Regions from separate parts of the Ovis aries genome. Here region 1 is linked to region 2. A link is a contact called in public Hi-C data. All regions are on one chromosome and are shown on one strand. The core of a region is the stretch at or near the end of the contact, and the rest is flanking DNA. Distances in the headings are between cores, read along the strand shown.

Region 1 (4,477 bases), core at 537-3,036, 260 kb before region 2:
CCATATGCCAGGTACCATGTCCCCAGCAGCTAGTACAGTTTGAAGAAGGCAACATATTCTGTAAGCATATAATGAAAACTGAAAGCAATATATTAAGTAACTGCAGTGATAGAATGTTAACTAGTGGGGTATTTAGTGATTTCTCCGGGAGATGGCACTGTTGAGTTGGCTTTTTTCTTTTCAGACAGAAAGACAATAGACCATTCATGTATTGGCCCAAACAAAGAAATGTTCCTGTATAGCCTGTCTTTTCTCTCCAGCTAATCACATGCTACTGGAACTGACTGCCTTGTGATCTACTCCCTAGTTGGCATAGATTAAAAAATAATCTGTATTTTAAAAATCTGACACATTGTAGTTAATGGAAAAGAACAAATTGTTCACCAGTTTTCATGGAGCTTTATCTTAGCTCAGTAGCTGAGAACTTGGAAGTCTATTCCAGTGATTTTACCTTTCAAAATTATGTTTTCACTTGTCACACCTTACTATGGTGGTTCCGGCAAAATGTAAATTTGTAAACATTAAAACTAATTTTTTGTTTGCAAATTAACATGACTAGAGGATTTTAATGTAACAGTTGGTTTGGGGGCACTGCACCATTCATTTTGCTCTACAGTAAATATATTATCATTTGGGTTTACCTGCAGTAATTGTTAAAAGTAATTTTTAGTGACTTTATTTGGGTATAATGTTTTGTATATTTTGTTTCTATTTGTTCCCTATTTTACAGAACAACTTCTGGGATTCTGAAGGGATGGAGTCAGTAAGGAGAAAACCCAGAACTGGCTTTACCTGCACTGCGTGTTTCAGAATAAAGTTATGTTTGCAGTTTGTGCGATAAGGACAACAGCTTAGGGATTTTGTTTTATTTATTGGAGGCAGGATGCTAAATTAGGGGATATTGTATATTGAAAATCAAACTTGTGCCGTGCACTCACTGCAGGGTTAAAGTACTTTGATAAAGATAAACGTGCATTTACGCAATAAGTAGGCACTGGGCAATTATATTGCACCCTTTTATGCCCCTAACGTCTAAGCTACTTTCTAACTCCGGGAAAACCAATAAGCAATTCCTGTTTTGGCCTAACTCCCTGCCTAAAAGGAAGGTGAGTGAGAAGAGATTTCACCAGGCTTGCGTGAGTCACGGATGTCCTGATGTCTGTGTGCCTCACAAGACTCAGCCCACACAATTCGCATTCACTTTTGTCAGCAAGGCGGCTGCTGCAGTAGACAATGGGCGCTCCAAAGTGCGGGGGTTAAAAACCAGAAGCACCGGTTCATGAAGGAGCCCCCTTTTCCAGATAAGAGAGCTCAGAGATTCCCTGAGAAAATTTTCCAGGCGCTGCCGCAACCCAAAGCAATTTTAGGGGTGTCTCTGGGGGAGAAGAGGGGACCAACCCAGCCCCAACTTGAGGGTGCCAGAGAGAGTAGTGGGAGGTAGGGGCGCCACGGAGCGGGGGGCGATTCTTGTGAAGGAAGCTCCTCTTAACTCTGGAAGCCCGGCCTTGGAGACGCGGGGCGAGCGGGGGATGACCTCAACCGTCTCTTGCCACGTTCCAGCCAATCAGTCCCGCATCTTGGCATCCGAATCCAGGACCCCCGAAGCCGGAGGCGACGCGAGCCAATGAGCAGAGGGCCGGGGAAGAAGGACAAGCGGCCAGCCTATGGGGGCGGAGAGGCCCGGCTCGGCGTATCCAAGGAGCGCCGGGCTCGGGCTCGGGGGTGTGGCGCGGCGCCTGCGGGGGTGGGCGGGAGCGCCCGGCTGCAGGTGTCCGCGGCGTAGGCATTCGGCGGCGATGGAGCGGCCCGGGGGAGCTGCGGTCACCCTCTCGCGCTGGCCCCACGGCCTCGGCCTTCTCCTGTTCCTCTTCCAGCTGCTGCCGCCGGCGACCCTCGGCCAGGACCGGCTGGACGCGCCGCCGCCGCCCGCTGCGCCGCTGTCGCGCTGGTCCGGCCCCGTCGGGGTAAGCTGGGGGCTGCGCGCCGCCGCGCCCGGGGGCCCGGCTCCCCGCGGCGGCCGTTGGCGCCGCAGCGCGCCCGGCGAGGACGAGGACTGCGGCGGGGTCCAGGACTTCGTTAGCAGGCTGGCCAACAACACACACCAGGTGAGCGGGCGCCAGGTCCGGCCACCTCCCGGACGGCGAGGTGCCGACCCTCGTACCCCCAGAGGCCTGCCCGCCAGGCCCGCGCAACCGGCCGCTCTGTCTCTGTCCGCGCGCCTCGCGTCCCCGAGGAAGAGACCCCGGCCGCGCGGCGCCCGTGCTCACCGGGCCGCGGCCCCGAAACTGCGGCGGCAGGAGGGCCGAGTCGGGCCGAGCGAGCGACCCTCGGTTGTCGCGGCCCTGGAAGCGGCTGTTTCGTCACAGGGAAGGCCGGCTTAGACTTTCACAGCATTCTTTTTTTTTTTAATTTAAGTTGTCAAAATTTGTCGAGCGTTGTTGTTTTGCGTCTGTATGAATAATTAGGATCGAGTAACGCTATCCCCCACGAGAAAGCTGCAGGAGTTAATTACCTCTTAAGTGGTTGGAGAAGTTGGGGCTGCGCGGAAGCAAAGGTGTGTCTTCGTGGGGTCAGTACTTCCAGGGTCGGTCGCTGGTGTTCAGAAGTACCAAAGCAGTAATCAGGTTCCTGCGTGTGTTTTAATAGCTAAAGGAACAAGGTTGTCTGTGGGATTACAGTGTGTGATCTGTCTTACGCCTTCAATTTGGTCTTCTGTCTTGGTATTGGACTCTAACCAGGATGTCTCGATAATGTTGTAACAACGGTTTTCGACGGTGAAGAAACACTGCAGAGATTCTCCTTTGAGCCAGGTCTTAGGCAAAAACTTTAGAAATTGTGGCAGTTCTGTCTCTGGGGATAAGCAGCTCAACCTTTGCACACTACTGGATTGACAGTAGTCAGTGTCCCGGCTACTTGCTCTAGTGTAACCTGGGCATCTTCCTCGTGTTTTTTCTAGAACTAACGATTTATTTGTTGCATAGTGTCTTTTCAGTTCAGTGCATTTTCTCCGTTGTATCTCTTCCTCTTTCAGAGAGAGTTGCAGTGGGGGGACAGAGGTGAGTGGCTGACACTTGTCTTTGTAGAACCACATTCTGTACCAGGCCAGCTTCAGTCTCCCCTTGATCTTTCTTCCTCTGCCTGGACTAGTTATCTGTGCAGAATTCTTTGTTCTGGGGACCCAGGGCAGTTGCAACCAAAGCACAAGCAGTCAGGGAAAACTTGCTAAATACAGTCCAAACAACAGCTGTAAAAAGGTGGCCAAGCTAATGCTGACCTGTGGGACAGGGCAGAATGAGAACCGGGAAGTCTTCCTGTTTGACAAGGAAAAGAAAAAAATACTATAGACTTCCATCTCACAGTGGGGAGTGGAGAAAGGCTTTACAACACCAATGCCTAATTTATAACGGGACGACTTCCTTCCTTGAGCCAGCCAGACACAACATTCTTACTCCAGACACAGCATTCTTACTCCATATTTGGATTCTTCTCTTGCTGATTGACCTACCTTTAGGACCTGCTGCTGCTCCTGGATTTATTCCTTTAGTCAGAGTCTTCCCTGGTTGGTTTGAATTGATATGTCATTTGTAATATATTGGTTTCTAAAGCAAGAGGTTGAAAAAAAAACTGGCTCAGGAGGTGCTTAGGCCAGATCTATCAAGAGCAGATCTGAAATCTCATTCTTTGAGGTGTATATATATATATATATATATATATATATTTTATTCCCCCTTTCTTTCAATTTATTTACTCTTTCCAATGATGTCTTAAAGTGTTCTTTTCAGTGACCTTTTTTAAGAGAACTATTTGTGCATTTCTTGATCGTCTACAGTTTCTTCAGAGATCCCATCTTTCTTATAGCATGTATATGTAAGTGGAGCCACTGTTAATCAGAATCACCTTAGAAACAGTTGAATAAAGCAGTTCTTAGCTGTGCACCCACCTTAACCAAGAATTGTTATGTAGTGGTCTCTTGTGCTTTGCAATTCTATAGTTTTAAAAGTCATAATGAATCATCCTGAACTTTGTTGAAGAGATCTAGTGTTGTGAGAACCTTTAGAGACAGTGTGAAATAAATGTATCAGCATGACTGAACAACTTTCTAACTTTCTATTAGAAATATTGTATACTTTGTACAACTGGGAAAGTGCCATTTAGAGTAGTTTTTCGTAAGATAACAGGGTTCAGTTCCTAAGAAGAATCAAAAGTTCCTGGTTCTCTTCCTGTGGTTCTTCTGTTCATGTCAAGCCTCCTTCATATAATCAATGTAGGTAAATATCTTCCACTGTCCAAATGTGTTAGATATTGGAGGTGCCAAGATACAAAGAAGAGATAATTCAAACTGGAGAATGAAAAGCCTCAAAGTTTTTAGCGTATCTCCTAGACCTGTTCCTGTGGCCTATTTAGCTTTGTGAGACTATGCTGGGGTTTAATCTTTAGAAAGCAAAGTAGAACTAAAGCATAAGAGTGCTTTTATATT
Region 2 (4,896 bases), core at 894-3,393:
GGGACTAACAAGGTTACCTTTCTGTCCCCTCAAATCATGGAGACATGCCCCTTACAAAGATCTCACTGCCTTCTTCCCTCTCCTTTCAAGAACTGCAAGTTCTGAGAAGAGCGTGCCAGTTAATGTGGAATCAGCCTGCCAGGAATGGCCAGTGTGGGCAACATGTTGAGAGAAGTATAAGAATCCTTGGTGCCTGAGCTGAGAGACTGAAATGTGCTCTTACTAGAAATCACTCATGTGATAAAGAAGAGCGAGATATTTAGCCAAGTCTTTCAGAGCTTCATCTGTGGGTAGAGAATATGATAAAGCAGAAGCTTAATGGAAACTGCAAGAGTTAGAAATCATATGACTACAATTTTCCTGTATTTTATCTTACACTTCATGCATCATACTCTACTTACATACTAAATTTCTGCCAGAGTAACAGATTCTTGAGAACAAACAAGCAAAAAAACAACAAAAAAAAACTGAGGCTTCATCGTGGTGGAACAAGTGTGAGAAAAAAGCTTTGAACACATACTTCTAGTTCTTACATATGTAAACTGAGCTATGTCTGGTAAGCACAATGAATCATCTAAGTGGAAAAAAAAAACAATCAGACCACAAAAGGGGGAAGGGTGACTAAAATTTATTCATTAATTACTATGTGTTCAATTGCTTCCTTATTTCTCAGTTCAGATGACTTTTTCCTCTAAGTGATGACCCTTCCTGTACTGTGTCTAGTAACCTTAGACCTCTGACTGCCCAGAAAACTTCAAAAGAATATTTGACACAACCAGCATCTCCCAGTTCTGGACCACTCTATCTTCCTCTCTCCCTCCAGTAAAACTATCTCACAGCTAGATGTCACACAGCAACGGTCCAGTAAATTAATACATATACCAAGTTTTTAGAATAAACAATACCTTTACCTGCTAATCATCTCCTCCTGTAAGTTTTTGCAAAGCCAAAAGTCACGAGGTGAATTGAATCTTCAGTATCAGGCTTATGGAAAAGGTACTTTTTGAGAAATACTCTCCTATGCCCCTCTAATCATACTGTCTAAGAGGCCTTGTCATCTTTTTTCCAGTAAGATGGACTCTAAAGAACACAAAGGCCTCGTTTCCTGTCCTTCGCTGGAATGTGGAAATCGTGTCTATATAATCGTGTTTGAAGAGGCCTACAAAATTAGGTCAGATAAACAGGGTGGCAACTGCCACAACTTTAGAAGAGGCAGTAACCAACCCTTGCAACTTTCGCTACGGTCTCCAGATGGGATCGCCCAGGCAAGACTTTAGAATCAAAAGAAAGTTTTCTGGCATTTTAACAAAATAATAACTTTTTTTTTTTTTTTTTTTTAGGATTCACGTTCACCCCCCAAAAATGTGGGCCTTAAAAACACTCTATGATTTCTTGGTCCTCCCAAGATGCCTACTATCCGAAAGCATGAGAAAACAGAGGGCTGTGAGGAGGATTCTCTCATTTCCCTGGTGCTACAGCAATAGCTCGGGCTTCCCCGGTGGCTCAGATAGTAAAGACTCTGCCTGCAATGTGGGAGACCTGGGTTCAATCCCTGGCTTGGGAAGATCCCCTGGAGAAGGGAAAGGCTACCCACTCCAGTATTCTGGCCTGGAGAATTCCACGGACTGCATATTCCATGGGGTTGCAAAGAATCGGACACGACTGAGCGACTTTCACTTCACAGCAATAGCTCAACCAGGACTGGCCTCGCGAAATGGCCTGTAAGGGCCAAAACGAACTTTTAGAAGAGAGAAGGGAAAACACAGGCTAGGAACCAAGGACTCGGGGTGTGGGCAACAAGAGGCATTGGGGGTTCTAGATGGGCACGCGACGGGGGAACTCGCGGAGTAGTATAGGAAACAGGAGCTGGGACGCGGAGAGGCCAAAGGGAGGACTCCGATGGGAGGGGGCGGGGAGAACGGCCACGTCAATCCCGGCTCCGCCCGCCACGTTTTCCCTAGTGTACTGGACTCCCATCCTTTGCTCTGGGCATTGGTTCTCACCGTTCGTCATGGCGGTTGGGCCCGGTCCTGGATAGGGAGTCCGGGGGGCGGTCAGTGGCGGTAGCGGCGAAGACCAGGGGAACCCAGCTCCCACTTGACACTTCCCGATCCGGGCCGCGGCGACGGGCAGCCGCCGTAGTACGCCGGCGCAAGGGAAGGGAGACGAGCGCCAAACGCAATCAGGCGTGGCTAGGAGATTGCCGAGCTAGGGGAACCTGCGTGGGTGGAGCTCGCAGGAAAAGGTGTGGGTGAGAAGAAAGCTGTCCAGAAGGCGTCCTTCGTGGCCATAGTAAACAATATCTTCTGGGTGCCCCTGCAGATTTAGTGCTGGGGCTAATCTGACCTGCTCCCGTCGTTGTGTTTGAAAAGGTAAAGTGAAAGAAACTGAAGTTGCTCAGTCGTGTCCGACTCTTTGCGACCCTATGGACTGTAGCCTACCAGGCTCCTCCGTCCATGGGATTTTCCAGGCGAGAGTACTGAAGTGGGTTGCCATTTCCTTCTCCAGGGGATCCTCCCGACCCAGGGATCGAACCCGGGTCTCTTGCATTGTAGGCAGACGCTTTACCGTCTGAGCCGGAAAAGGTAAAGGCTTGCAGTTTTGCACTTTATTTTGCGCTGTGGCAGCTGCTCTGGTTGTGTGTGTGCAGCAGCCCACCTGCAATGGAGAAGTCTCTCAAGCTTCCACGTAAGAGAACGCAGACAACTGGGGTCCTGAGGCGACGCCTGCAGCCTGTGGGACTGCTCTTGCTGCGCGGATCGTTCTTACTCCGTATGGAAATCTGGATAATGAGGCTGCATCTGAACTTTGAAATGAAATTAGGAACCTTATAACAAAAACAAGTTGCGTATTTCATGTGCTGAAGCTCCACGTTGTCGGGAAACATTTTGGTAATTGCCGGTTTGTATGAATTTTTCTTTAAACTATCAGGATGGTCTCGTTACCTCCCGTATTTAGATAAAGTGGGGCCACCTCGGCCACTTTAGCCAGGAAACGGAGATACTGGGGCAGCCTTTCTCACACTTTCACAACTTGACGAAAAATACTTTTTCAGTTTAACGGTGGAGCAGAACGGAGGAGACAGAGCTACAGATCCCGTTTTCTGCACTGAGATCCTTAATTCCACACAACTCGATCTTCTTTATTAGAGTCAAGGCGAAAGTGCGACTGAATCATTCGAGGTTGAAATTGTAAGGTTACAGCTGGTCCGCGGTTGTCAAAGTCCTAAAGAGACCCTCTGCCCCTCTTGCTGCAGTGCCATCTGCTGGCTGCGACCTGCTTGGTTATGCCGAAGAAAAGCTACCAAAGCCTCCTAGAAGCTGGAGTAGAGGGGCAAGTCAAAAAAGGCCTGTTGGAGGACAGACTTCTTGTGAAAATGTGCTTAAATGCAGAAACAAACAAACAAAAAATGAAGACGACATACACAACAAATAAGGCAAAACAAATGATTTTGTGCCCATACACACAGACAAATTCCCCTGCCCCAAAGAACTGCTAAGGACTACTCGAAAGCAAAACAAAACTGAAAAGTCCCTGATTGTCTTGGCCTTTGAGCTTTTCATCAACAGTTATCTAAAACAGTATCAGCACTGTCATCACTGGCCACAAAACTGTTAGTCCCCTACACCAAAGCTGGATAAAAGCCCCAAACTATTCTATATTCTAAACAAATTCATGTTCACTAACTTAGACAGAACCATATAGTTCATCTTCATCTTGAAAAATTCTCCTTTGTTACATACTATGGAATTGTGCTGTTCTCCTTGACCTGCAACTTCGTTGTTCTCTTTCAGTTTAGTTCAGTTCAGTCACTCAGTCGTGTCCGACTCTTTGCAACCCCATGAGCTGCAGCATGCCAGGCCTCCCTGTCCAACACCAACTCCCAGAGTCCACCCAAACCCATGTCCATTGAGTCGGTGATGCCATCCAACCATCTCACCTTCTGTCATCCCCTTCTCCTCCTGCCCTCAATCTTTCCCAGCACCGGGGTCTTTTCAAATGAGTCAGTTCTTCGCATCAGGGGGCCAAAGTATTGGAGTTTCAGCTTCAACATCAGTCCTTCCAGTGAACACCCAGGACTGAGCTCCTTTAGGATGGACTGGTTGAATCTCCTTGCAGTCCAAGGGACTCTCAAGAGTCTTCTCTTTACCCAGATTCTTTTTTCCATGTAAATATAGATATTCCTAAGATACTCACACCCTGTTTTCCTCACTATTAATTCCTACTTGGTGACTTATTCTGTTCCACGGCTTCAACTATCACCTCTATGTAGAGTTTTGTTTTGTGTTTCATTTTTGTTTTTTTTGTCACTTGGCACAACTGGGCTCTCTGCAATGAAAGCGTGGACTCCTAAACCACTGCACTGCCAGGGAATTCCCTGTATAGAGGTCTTAAGTTGATGTCCTATCCAAGTTCCAGTCCTACACTTCTAGCAGATTTTCTTCTGACATCTGAAATGTTGAAAGTCAAACTTGCCCCGTTCTGACTTTCCTGTTTCTATGATTAATATTCCTTTTTCCCTAATCACTGACTTTAGAATTTGTAAATTATCTTTAAATCAGTTAACTCCTCTTTTTTCTTCCCCCCAAAATGTTGTTCCGACTGCCCACTTTTCAATTCTACATCCTTCGCTATAGTGGATGTTATCATTTCAGTCTTTAAGCATCAATTAAATCCTCATAACAGTGAAAACTTACATTTGTATAACATTTTTGACTTTTTGAAGCAAACACACCTTGTCATAATATTTAATCCTCACAACTGTTATCACCCCTATTTTAGAGAATCTAAGGCTTAGGGTAAGGACTGCTCAGTATCAGATCTGAACAATAATTCTGGCTGGTCTTCTGAACTCAGAACTAGAAAATCTTGCTTCAAACCATGACTGTGGTTTCC

Evidence for each region. A called contact is a pair of places that touch in the nucleus more often than the background predicts.
Region 1: a Hi-C map of hypothalamus shows a contact between it and region 2, with 5 times the contacts expected there. The contact joins the promoter of SORT1 here to the promoter of TMEM167B in region 2. A contact is called at or near these places in 5 of 16 Hi-C or Micro-C datasets (hypothalamus, muscle, omental adipose tissue and 2 more).

What each region holds. Positions count from the first base shown.
Region 1 is chr1:86,646,621-86,651,097 of ARS-UI_Ramb_v3.0, reverse strand. It overlaps SORT1 (sortilin 1), which reads left to right and starts at 1,786. Exons shown (of 19, transcript XM_060401276.1): 1 at 1,786-2,105. The coding sequence starts at 1,797.
Region 2 is chr1:86,389,749-86,394,644 of ARS-UI_Ramb_v3.0, reverse strand. TMEM167B (transmembrane protein 167B) reads right to left here and starts at 2,143. Exons shown (of 3, transcript XM_004002270.5): 1 at 2,004-2,143. The coding sequence starts at 2,013.